Linked DNA regions of Sus scrofa: region 1 is linked to region 2. Evidence: chromatin contacts called from public HiChIP or PLAC-seq data. All regions are on one chromosome and are shown on one strand. The core of a region is the stretch at or near the end of the contact, and the rest is flanking DNA. Distances in the headings are between cores, read along the strand shown. Region 1 holds the start of PRRG4 (proline rich and Gla domain 4). Region 2 holds the start of DEPDC7 (DEP domain-containing protein 7).

Region 1 (5,429 bases), core at 1,685-4,184, 150 kb before region 2:
AATCATAATATCTGGCCCAACCCTGCAGATGGTCAGGATAAAAGTTCTTAAAATTTTTGGGAGAATGCATAAAACAAATGTGACTTTAAAAAGCAAATGAATTACAGCAAAATAAATAACAGAAGAAATTGACAGTCTTGAACAATCTTGTTACTTTTTTCTTTGCTACCTAATCTCAAAATATCTTGCAACTCCATAGTGATCGAAGTATGTGTTCATAATGCAGAATGCTATAATATTCTTTAGGATCCAGTGTTACAGGGAAACATGCAGAGCTGTAATTCACCACTGAGAAACAGACTTTCATTCCTGTATTTGACTCCCCTCTCAGACTATAAACTCTGATATTTGAAGTGAGCACAAAACCTCATTTGTTTTGGTCCAAATATCCAGATATGTGGATGGACAAATTCTAACCAAGGAAATGTCATCAAAGTTCAGGTCTGCTTATTCCACAGCATGACGCATCTGACTATTTCCCTCTCCAAATATAGTGTAATGTGATTTTCCTACCTGCGAATAAATTGCTTCCACACAACCACCCCCCAAGTGTACTGAGCATGAACATAAAAGAACTCCACCAGGTTCTATGGAGGATAAAGATAAGTCAGTTCTTCCCCTTGATAAGAACTTACAGGGCCCACATTCTTGGATATAGATCTTAGATTAAATTCTCCTTGAAAACAGAGTCTGTGGTGTTTCTCTATCTTCAGGGCTAAATGAATGAGTAAATAGAAGAATGGGTGTTCTAATGGGGATGTTTCCTATTTTAGGATGTCAACCACAAGTAATCATTTTTAGCCTTTTCACAGTGTGATCTCAATAGCTTAGAACAGTAAAAGGATTGAAGAGCCATCTATCATAGAAACAGTTTAAGAACAAGACGGACAAATGGAAATCAAGGAGGGGGAGATTGGGAGGAAGAAAAATAAAAAGCACTGTCTAGAAAGAATCAGTGAAGACAAATTTCTTCAGAAAACTTAGGTAGATTTCAGTTGATTCTAATTATTTAGAATAAAGTAGGAGTTCCCATTGTGGCTCAGTGGAAATGAATCTGACTAGTATCCATGAAGACACAAGTTCGATCCCTGGCCTCACTCAGTGGGTTAAGGATCTGGCATTGCTCTGGCGTAGGCCAGCAGGTATAGCTCAGATTTGACCCCTAGCCTGGGAACCTCCACATGCCACAGTGCGGCCCTAAAAAGAAAAAAAAAAAAAAAGAAGAAGAAGAAGAAATTAGGCAATAGCTTTTGTAGGGGGAAAAAGGAAGTTGGTGGAATTTGAATTAAAGATGAGAAGGGGAAAAAAATGTTTCTTTTGGCTTTTAGCAAGGGCCAAGCCACTTAAATAACATCAAAGAGAATAAATAATGTTAAAGAGTTGCTGGCATGTTATTTGGACAAGGACGTATGTGAATATCACCTGGCATAGGTGCTCTGTCAACCCTCTGCCTTCATTACTTGAGGCAGAAATTCTCAAACTCTTTGATCTCAGGACCTCTTCACACCCTTTAACATTATCAAGGACCCCAAAGAGCTTTAACTTATGTGAATTTTATCTAATGGTATTTATCATATTGAACTGAGAAATTTTCAAAACATTATTTCTAATCAAGACAACAAAGTATAGGGAGTTGCCATCATGGCTCAGTGGTTAGGGAACAGACTAGTATCCATGAGGATGGGGATTCCATCCCTGGCCTTCTCAGTGGGTTAAGGATCCCGCGTTGCTGTGAGCTGTGGTGTAGGTTGAAGATACTGCTCAGATCTGGTTGCTGTGGCTCTGGCCTAGGCCAGCGGCTACAGTTCTGATTCCACCCTTAGGCTGGGAACCTCCATATGCAGCAGATGCGGCCTAAAAAAAAAAAAAAAAAAAAAAGACAACAACATATAATTTCTTTTTTGGGTTTCCTCACAGGCTTAAAAAACAGCTCAAGATTTCAGATAACTATTTGAAAATGATGAGGTTGCAGCTATCCTGGCAGGTATGACCAAAGATAGCTAATAAAAAGTACAGAAGTACTGAGAACAAGCAAATTTTATTCTCTCTAAATCTCTATTAAAAATGTCTTGGAGTTCCCGTCGTGGCGCAGTGGTTAACGAATCCGACTAGGAACCATGAGGTTGCGGGTTCGGTCCCTGGCCTTGCTCAGTGAGTTAACGATCCGGCGTTGCCGTGAGCTATGGTGTAGGTTGCAGACGCGTCTCGGATCTCGCGTTGCTGTGGCTCTGGCGTAGGCCGGTGGCTACAGCTCCGATTCGACCCCTAGCCTGGGAACCTCCATGTGCCGCGGGAGCGGCCCAAGAAATAGCAACAACAAGAACAACAACAAAAAAAGACAAAAGACAAAAAAAAAAAAAAAAAAAGTCTTGTACACTGATACTGTAACTTACTATCATGGAAAACAATACATATGCAGGCATTTTATTAGTTAACTGAGTGATGACATCACTACGCGTCAAACAGCCTCTGGAAATTTCCACTGTACATTCATTAGAGAAGGAGAGTGAAAAAGGCAAATCGTGTCTTTGTACCAGTTGACCCGAGACCCCTGGTAAGGATCTTGGAGATGATCCAGACCTGGTGGACCAGATTTGAGAACCAATGCAATCGATTATATTTAAGGTCACTTCCCATTTTATATTACTAGAAAAGTGGGTTTTCTCTAGTCACCATTTTGTTCTCGTTCGCGGGCCACCCTTTGAGACTTAAGGTAACCCCAAGACACACCCCACCCCACCCCCCACCTCCTGGAACTCAAAGCGAAAAGCCCAGGACGCGCCCGGGCGGGGGCGCTCTGCTCAGCACTGGGAGCCCAACACACTCTCACCGGTTGGCAGAGGACGCGGGGTCTAGAAACCAGTTCCAAACCTGCCACTCGCGCGCCTAGGCGGAGCCAGAACTGGCTGCCAGTGGCCGGACTCAGGGCGGAAGCGGCAGCGGCGGCGGCGGCGACAGCTAGGCGCGGGCTCCCGGGAGAAACCTGCCAACTGCCCCCCCGCGGCAGGTAGGCCCGCCCCCGGGAGGAGGAGCGCGGCCAGGTGCTCCTAGGTGCTCCTAGGTAGCTGCCTCCTCCCTTTCCCACCACTTTACTCCGCGGCCTCCAGGGATCAAGGCAGGACGCACACCGCACGTCCCCAGGCCGGCCCGGTCGCCTCCTCCGCGGACCCCAGGCTCTACCCTGTCCCGAACGCGGGACCACCCCTGCCCTACGGAAAGAAAGGCGAGGATCTAGGGGGCGCCGAGACAGAGGGTCTGGCGGCCACAGGAACTACTCAAGCACCGGGCTCCGGCCCGGGAACTGCTGGAACATGTTCCGGGAGCTGCAGGTGAGCGGCCCGGAGACTCGTCCCGGGGAGGGGAATGGGCGACTAGGTGGGGTCCACCTCCGCGGACCGGATCCGATTTAATTGCAAAGCAGAGGGTCGCCCGCAGCGACAGGTGTCCGCTTAGCCGTCGGCAGGACCCCGAGGGCAGGGGACGACATGAGTCCCCTGACGCTCTCGGGGCTGCTTTTCGGGGCGCGGGTCGGACCCTGGTGACCGAAACCGCGTTCCAGACGCAGTCTTGCGGTGGCTTTGAGCACAACAGGTCGGTGACTCAGTTCCCAGAGGAACTCGAAAGTGCTGAGCCGGGGGCTTTTTTTTTTTTTTTTTTTTTTTTTTTGACGTATTTCTTTTTGGTGGTTGGTTGATTGGTTGGTTATTTTGCTTGTTTTAGTTTATTTGACAGTTGCCGGACTATGTTTACACTCCTGGTGCTACTCAGCCAACTGCCTGTAATTACCTTCGCGTTTCCTCATCTCACAAGTCCAGAGGAGTCTAGGCATGCGGGAGAAGAAGGTAAGAGTGGCTTCAGGTTCCAAGAAAAACCCCCCTGGAAACCCGAGCGGGTATTACAGCGCATGCCCCGCATCAGTCATAGAAGCACTAAAATATCTTACAATTTGTGGTTTACTTGGTAATGTTGTGGTGTGTTATGTTAAGTGCAATTTATACAAATTCACTTCTGTGAGTTACTTTTGATAAATATATACTTAAGACCAGGTTTGTGGTTGACTGAATGGAAAGCCTGTTTTAACTTCTGAAAATCAGTGAGCGGCCCTTCTGCTAGATGAGGCTATGTGGTCATTATAATGAGCATAATTACTTGTTCTTCCTGGAAAGATGGACAGGGAATTCAGGATCTAATCTGGATTTGTTATGAGACCTTGGGCAAGTGATTTGAACCCTTTCAGCTTGTAAAATGGTGGTGGGTGTGGAGTGGAATGATCTCTGAGTTCCTTTTTTACTTTAAAATGTCTGTTATTGGGGTAAAGTCAGATGGTGTGAGAAGATTAGATTTGGAGCTTGCTAACCTAGAATTACACACCTTGTGGGCTCCAGGTCATTAATGGACTGATTACTGCCCACATTTTGAAAGCCTACCTTAGGGGAAAAAAAAAAAAAAGAAGAGAAAATAGCATCGGCTTGCCTCTTCTCACTGCCTAGTTAGTGCTCCCTTATTCAGTGCCAGTGCTTTGGATCTACCTCCCCACACTTTCCTGTCCCTTATTCATTCTCATCGGAGCCTACTCTCATTTTCTTTTGGAAAGGATCTGTTACACTAATACTCCTGGATGACTTATTAATCATTAATGCAACTTAGTGTCTCAAACCTTCTAGGAGGGTGTGTGTGTGTGTGTGTGTGTGTGTTTATTAAAATAGGACAATGTCTTAACCTGATTTAACCTGAAGGAATCAACCCCCAACAACAGACTTCTAAGCAATTGGGTAGGCTAGCTACCGGCATAGGAGGAGATTTAGAAGGAGATCGTTTTTGGTGCCTCTCAAGTTGCACCAAATATGTAATTCCACTCATGAATAAGGTTGATGATTCATACTCAGTGAGATGAAATGCTGATCTCCAGAATGCTTGTGAGTGCATTCATTCATTCACATGCTACAAGTGTAAAAGACACTTTCAAGGACATCACAAACTATGGAAGGGATTTGGAGATGATACTTGAATGCAGATGGCTAGAGACATCTGTGAGAAATGTCAGTGAGGAATCTTATATATTTTTAAAGCCCAGGAGTTCCCTGGTAGCTCAGAGAGTTAAGGATTTGGCCTTGTCCTGCTGTAGCTCTGGTTACTGCTGTGGTATGGGTTTGATCCCTGGCCTGGGAATTTTTGCATGCCAAGGGTACAGCCAAAAAAAATAATTAATTAAAGATAAAAAGCTGATTTATTCAGTTAATAACTATTAAGCTTAGTATACTAGGCCCTATACTAGGTACTGGAGATGTAGAAATGAAAGACCATAATCCCTCCCCTGGAGGACTGCTTCATCTGGTGGGAGAGGCAGGGTGTAAACCCATAATCTCCACAAACTCTACGACAGAGGTAGAAACAGAGTTTAAGTGCAGAGGAAAGAGTGAATTGGCAAT
Region 2 (5,906 bases), core at 2,546-5,045:
TTAAAATGGTAAGAACCCTGGGAAAGTTAATTTATTAACTTCAATTCACAACAAATTGATAAGTTGTGTATTAGAGCCTTTCCAGAAAACAAATTTTTGTATTATTTTGTGTTTTGCTTTTTAGGGCTGCACCTGCGGCATATGAAAATTCCTAAGCTAGGGGCTGAATCAGAACCATAGCTGCCTGCCTACGCCACAGCCACAGCAGCAAGGGATCTGAGCTGTGTCTGCCACCTCCACCGCAGCTCACAGCAACACCAGATCCTCAACTCACCGGGTGAGGCCAGGGATCAAAGCTGCATCCTCATGGATACTAGTCAGGTTCTTAATCTGGTGAGCCACAATGGGAAATCCCAGAAAACAAGTTTTAATTCCTTTCTGTTTTTGGTATCTTCCTCCTTGTTTCCCCAAATACCTGGCCACTGAAAATGGGGGGTGATTATGAGAGAGAACATTTCCTAAACACAAATAGTCACTCCAGCAATTTGGGGGAGGATGAGCCTTCATTAAGATATGAGTCTGAAGTTTGACTTAGCCAAAATTCAAGATGGAAACTTTAAAATTATACTTTCCATGCCTTAATAGTGAAAAGATGGCACTAAATTGCTATATTAATAACACATTTTTTTCAAAACCTCCAAATATATTTCTAGATTTACATTTCTAGTTAACTTTGCTAGAGGAAATAGTGAGCTAGTTGTTTATTTTGGGGCTATTTAGTGTGTGTGGATTCAGAATTGCACCAGAATAGATTAGTGAATTATAAACCAGTTCTATTTCCTACATCTTAACTGGCTTGGACAAGCTAGACCACCTGAAGTTTTCCCATATGCTAAACATAATATTGACCTGATACATCTGTTTGAGAAATAATCAATGAATATTTCTTAAAAATACTGTGTAAGTAAAAAAAAGAAAAAAAATCTGGGAAAATTACCTAGGTCCATGTTGTTTATAGTAGTTTTATAGTACAGAAAAAAAGAAGAGAGAGAAAGAAAGAAAGAAAAAAAAGTCTGCAGGCTGTGCAACAGTGCACCAAGATCCATCTAAAAATGAATGGATGAAATTTCCTTTCACTTCGTAAACTGTCTGATTGTGATAAATCTAGATATGTGAGAGATTTTTTAATGTTTTTTTTTACTAGAGGTTCCTAAACATTAAATTTTAAAAAGCATTAAGCTGATATTTTTAAAGCTATGTATTTTAATAGGGTAATCATTATTTTACAAGATATCTACTATGTGCCCAACACATCAGATACTGAAAGAAATCAAAAAGATGTGGTACATGTATACAATGAAATACTACTCAGTCATAAATAGAATGAAATAATGCCATTTGCAGCAACATGGATGGACCTAGAGATTATCACACCAAGTGAAGAATGTCAAAAAGAGAAAGACAAATACCATATGATATCACTCATATGTGTAATCTAAAATATGACACAAATGAACTTATCTATGAAACAGAAACAGACTTACAGGCATGGAGAACAGACTTGTGGTTGCCAAGGGGGGAGGGAAGGGGGGGAGGGAGAGGGAGGGAGGGCTGTACTGGGAGCTTGTGATTAGCAGATGCAAACTATTATATATACTTATTTTATTTTAAAATTATTTGTTCATTTATTTGTTTTTTGTCTTTTTAGGGCTGCACCTGTGGCATATGGAAGTTTCTAGGCTAGGGGTCAAATCAGAGCCGTAGGCCATGGTCTATGCCACAGTAGTGCCAGATCCAAGCTGCATCTGTGACCTACACCACAGCTCGTGGCAACACCAGATCCTTAACTCACTGAGTAAGACCAGGGATTGAACCTATATTCTCATGGATACTAGTTGGGTTCTTAACTCACTGAGCCACAATGGGAACTCCCAAACTATTATATACAGAATGGATAAACAAGGTCCTACTGTATATTCAATATCCTATGATAAACCATAATGGAAAAGAATATGAAAAATGTACATAACTATATTAATATTTTTTACATATATATATAAAACTGAATCACTTTGTGGTATGGCAGAAATTAATATAACATTGTAAATAAACTATACTTAATCAAATAAAAAAACTTTTAAAAGATATGTGTGGTTTTCCCACTGTGGTGCAGTGCATTAAGTATCCAGCAATGCCACAGCTGTGGTGTAGGTTGCAGCTGTGGCTGGAATTCAATCCCTGGCCCAAGAATTTCCATATGCCAGGCAGGCGTGTAAAAAAAAAGAAAAAAAAAAGTGTGTGCTGAAATAATTACGTAATATCAATATGACGGCCCCCTAAACAGTGATGTACTTGATAATTGCCATGGATCTGTAGAGGAGAAATAATCAGTATAATCTGGAAAAAAAGTCTGTCCAGTGAAGAAAGTGGGATTTGAATTAGGCCTCCAGGATGCATAGAGTGTGGATAAGTAAAAAGGAGCATTTCGCCAGGTAAGACAGACAAAGATAGCACAAGCTGGTAAAAAATTCTTTGAAATTTTTATAAAATATCAAAATAGTCGCTTAAGTCAATATTACCGTTTCTCAAGATTTGGTTTCAAAAATAAGATGAGCTTTTTTTCTCCTGAGTAGTGAGAACGGACTTGTGTGTTGATTCGGTTAAAAGCATAAGGTAAAGTTAACTGGTCTACTGGATACCAGAAACCAGTCCTAAAGTGTATCTTTGAGAGCAATAGCCAACTGAGAAATTAACAAAGGAAATTCCTTGAACTGAGGCAAAGCTGGGTTTTACTACCACCAGGGGGAGGGAGCACATAAAAATACTAATCCAAATCTTAGGAGCAGCAATGGCTCAGGTCTCACCCGTTAAACCGGGGTCCCTAAGGTCGCAGCTTCTTGATATGGATTCTTTGAAATAACCACACGTATGTATTCTTCTAACCACGTGTAGGAGCGTCCTCCAATAAGCTAATGAACTCCCATTTAAAAACCATTTAATTTATAACGTTACGGTCGGTCATCCTCCTCCTCCTAATTTATTATACAGTACACTAAAGGTTTAAAATGATTGCGAAATCCGCAAGTTAGAAAGGGGAGGGGGAGAATTGAATTACTGGTCTCATATCAACTCATCTTTTCAGAGGTACCCCAGCATTGGATCCCTTTACCCTCCTCCTCCCCTTCTCTCCTAGTTCTGTCCCTGGCCACCAGACCCAGAGTTACTTTGAAGGCAGCACTGATTTCCTTGGCAGCCAGCCCCAAGGCCAGCCCCTGCCCTCCTGACTGACCTCTAGACATTGCTCCTCTGGGCCAGATAAAAGATTCGTTCTTTACAGGAAGGGATGCGTGGAAATGGGTGTGATATAATATTAAGCACTTAGGTTCCAGACCCAACTACTAAAATGCCGAACATGAGTTAGGTCGTGTAATCCTCGTTTAAAAAAATAAATAAATAAATCCGTTAAGTGGGTACTAATACTGCCCCCGCGCACAGGTGAGGACAGTGAGGCCCAGAGGTAATCCAGTGTGGGATGGGATGTGCTTTGCACCCAGCTGGTCTGAGGCTGCCGGGCGCTTATCCCTGCCTGCGCTTGGACTCTGCCAACCGCGACGAAATGCTGGCCGCGTGGGGCAGGCGCGGACTCGCAGGGTCGTGTTCGCAGAAATATTTCCCATCTGGCTACCCCGAGGCCGGGACTCAAGGGGAAAGCTGCCGTACCTTTCCCTTGCCCGCGGGGCAGCAGGTTACTGCCTGCCGGGCCTGCACGTGACCGGTGGAGCTTGGCGGTCCCGCGGGCCCGCCGGGGGCGGAGGATTCAGGGGGCGGTGCCTGCCGGAAGCCCCGCCCCTGCCCCGGCCAGTTAACTGGCGGCCGCAGCGCCGGCACCCACTTCGCGGTGAGGCAGTCTGAGGTGGTGGCGTGTGGTCCGCTGCTGCCATGGCCACGGTGCGGGAGAAGGCGGCGGCTCTGAACCTCTCGGCTCTCCAGAGCCCCGCGCGGAGGCCTCCCGGTAGGTGCCAGGGACCCTGTCCGGGGGCGGGCTTGGGACCCAGGCTGCGGTTCTCGCGCGGGCGGGAATTCCGCCGGGTACAGCCAGGTCCGCGGCGGCCTCCGGGAGCTCCTCACAGCTGCGGCCGCTCGGACCAGTGCCTTCGCTGCTCAGCTTTCTAAGTTACCCAAACTTTAACTTAACCGTGTCCTAGTCTGTGCTCCCGCTGCGGACTGGGCTGGCAGACGGTCACCAGACGTGCTCCACAGCAGTACTGGTGACAAGTATATCTGCAGTGGTATAGCTCTTTGCCTTCTGTCTCAGCCACAGACCTTGACTCCTCAGTACAGCCATGGCCCAAATGCCTCTCTTGCCCACTTTGTTCCCCAGATTCTTCCTGGGAGTGAGGAGAAGTTTCTGTTATATTAAATTGTACCGGCAGAAACTTGGCTTCAGGTATTTTTTGTGCTTTCCGGATAAACGGTATTTCAATGAATAGAAGTTTTTGCTTTTCTTTTTCAGAGGATTTATGTTATTAAGAGAGACGCTGGTGAATTCTGCCAGCTTAATCATGTGTTGGGGGGCGGTTTGCTTAGAATGTTAGTATGCTAACATCTTGGGGTTTTTTAAATGTTCCAACAACGGAACAGAATTGGACGATCGGTTCTAAAATTCTAATTCCAACGTATCCTACATCTCAGTTAATAGAGTTAAGACGTCCAGATAACACTTGGCTTTTTTAGTTTACTTTTAGAGAAGTTAGAACTTTCCCCCTTTTTGTAGCTGCAATGTGGGGTGCTTTAAGAATTAGTTCCCCATCTGACAAAAACTTTTCATTTGTAAAAACAAACCAGTGAAACTGTGACTCATTCCTCAAGGTAAGAGTGGTCAGTGGATTGTCGTAGGTCACATTGGGTGCATAATCTTCAAAATGCTAAGAATAAATTGTGATAGAGAAGCACTTTTCTGTTTGTACTTTTCTAAAAACAATCTTAATATTGACCTTATCCTCCAATTGAAAGGATTCAGATGAGCACATGATGGCTACATTCAGAATTTTTCCTTGTTTTATAGGAGAGAAGAGAAATAATTCATCATTTAGGAATATAAAATCAAATAGTCTTGGAAACAGTCTTGAGAAATCTTTAGGCTCACTTTTTAAGTGAAAGAAATTCCCAAGTTTTACATGATTAAAAGTCCTCTCTTGAAGCTCCAATTGCGGCTCAGCAATAATGAATCTGACTAGTATCCATGAGGACGCAAGTTCAATCCCTGGCCCCGCTCAGTGGGTTAAGGATCTGGTGTTACCGTGAGCTGTGGTGTAGATTTCGGATGACGTTCAGATCTAGCGTTTCTGTGGCTGTGGTGTAGGCCAGCAGCTGTAGCTCCCATTCGACCCCTAGCCTGGGAACTTTCCGTATGCCCAGGTGCGGCCCTAAAACGCTAAATAAATAAATAAAAAAGTCTTGTCTTCTCTAACACTTGAAATACCAATTCAGAACTTTGGTCATTTGTGAACAGATTCTTAGTGCAAGGGAACATGTATTCAAAATTAAATAGATAACTCTCAGAGGGAAGAGTTAAAATGATGGTTATGGAATTTGAACCCAAGGAAAGGACCACAGTCTTCTGCATACTTGGTGCAGTGGGCAGAGAAGGCCTCACTGCCTATTCTCATGTGCTTTGCTTGCTGCTGTTGGAACCCTCCCTGTTATCCTGTGTTAATCCCCTTTCCACTCTTTAGTTGCCTTGTCACAGTCCTAGTGAGCACGGTAATGGGAGCCGCTGGATTTTGGTTCCTTGCCATTGTCGTTCTGTGTGCTCTGGCAAGCAGCTTTGTATATTTGTTTCTTTACCTATTAGTAACTCTTCCACATTTTAAAGGGGCTGTAACAACCAGGGAGCTGATCTGTATGGAAGAAAGAAAGTCTATAAGCTAACCTTTAGTAAATACTTGCAAGATATTTGCCTTTTT

The links. HiChIP or PLAC-seq counts read pairs in DNA pulled down with a chosen protein or histone mark.
Region 1: a contact with region 2 is called in an H3K27ac HiChIP or PLAC-seq map of alveolar macrophages. The contact joins the promoter of PRRG4 here to the promoter of DEPDC7 in region 2. A contact is called at or near these places in 1 of 5 promoter capture datasets (liver) and 1 of 2 datasets of contacts at active chromatin or transcription factors (alveolar macrophages).

Annotation. Positions count from the first base shown.
Region 1 is chr2:28,078,790-28,084,218 of Sscrofa11.1, reverse strand. It overlaps PRRG4 (proline rich and Gla domain 4), which reads left to right and starts at 2,934. Exons shown (of 6, transcript NM_001244836.1): 1 at 2,934-3,329; 2 at 3,721-3,842. The coding sequence starts at 3,743.
Region 2 is chr2:27,926,748-27,932,653 of Sscrofa11.1, reverse strand. It overlaps DEPDC7 (DEP domain-containing protein 7), which reads left to right and starts at 3,795. Exons shown (of 9, transcript XM_021083209.1): 1 at 3,795-3,952. The coding sequence starts at 3,880.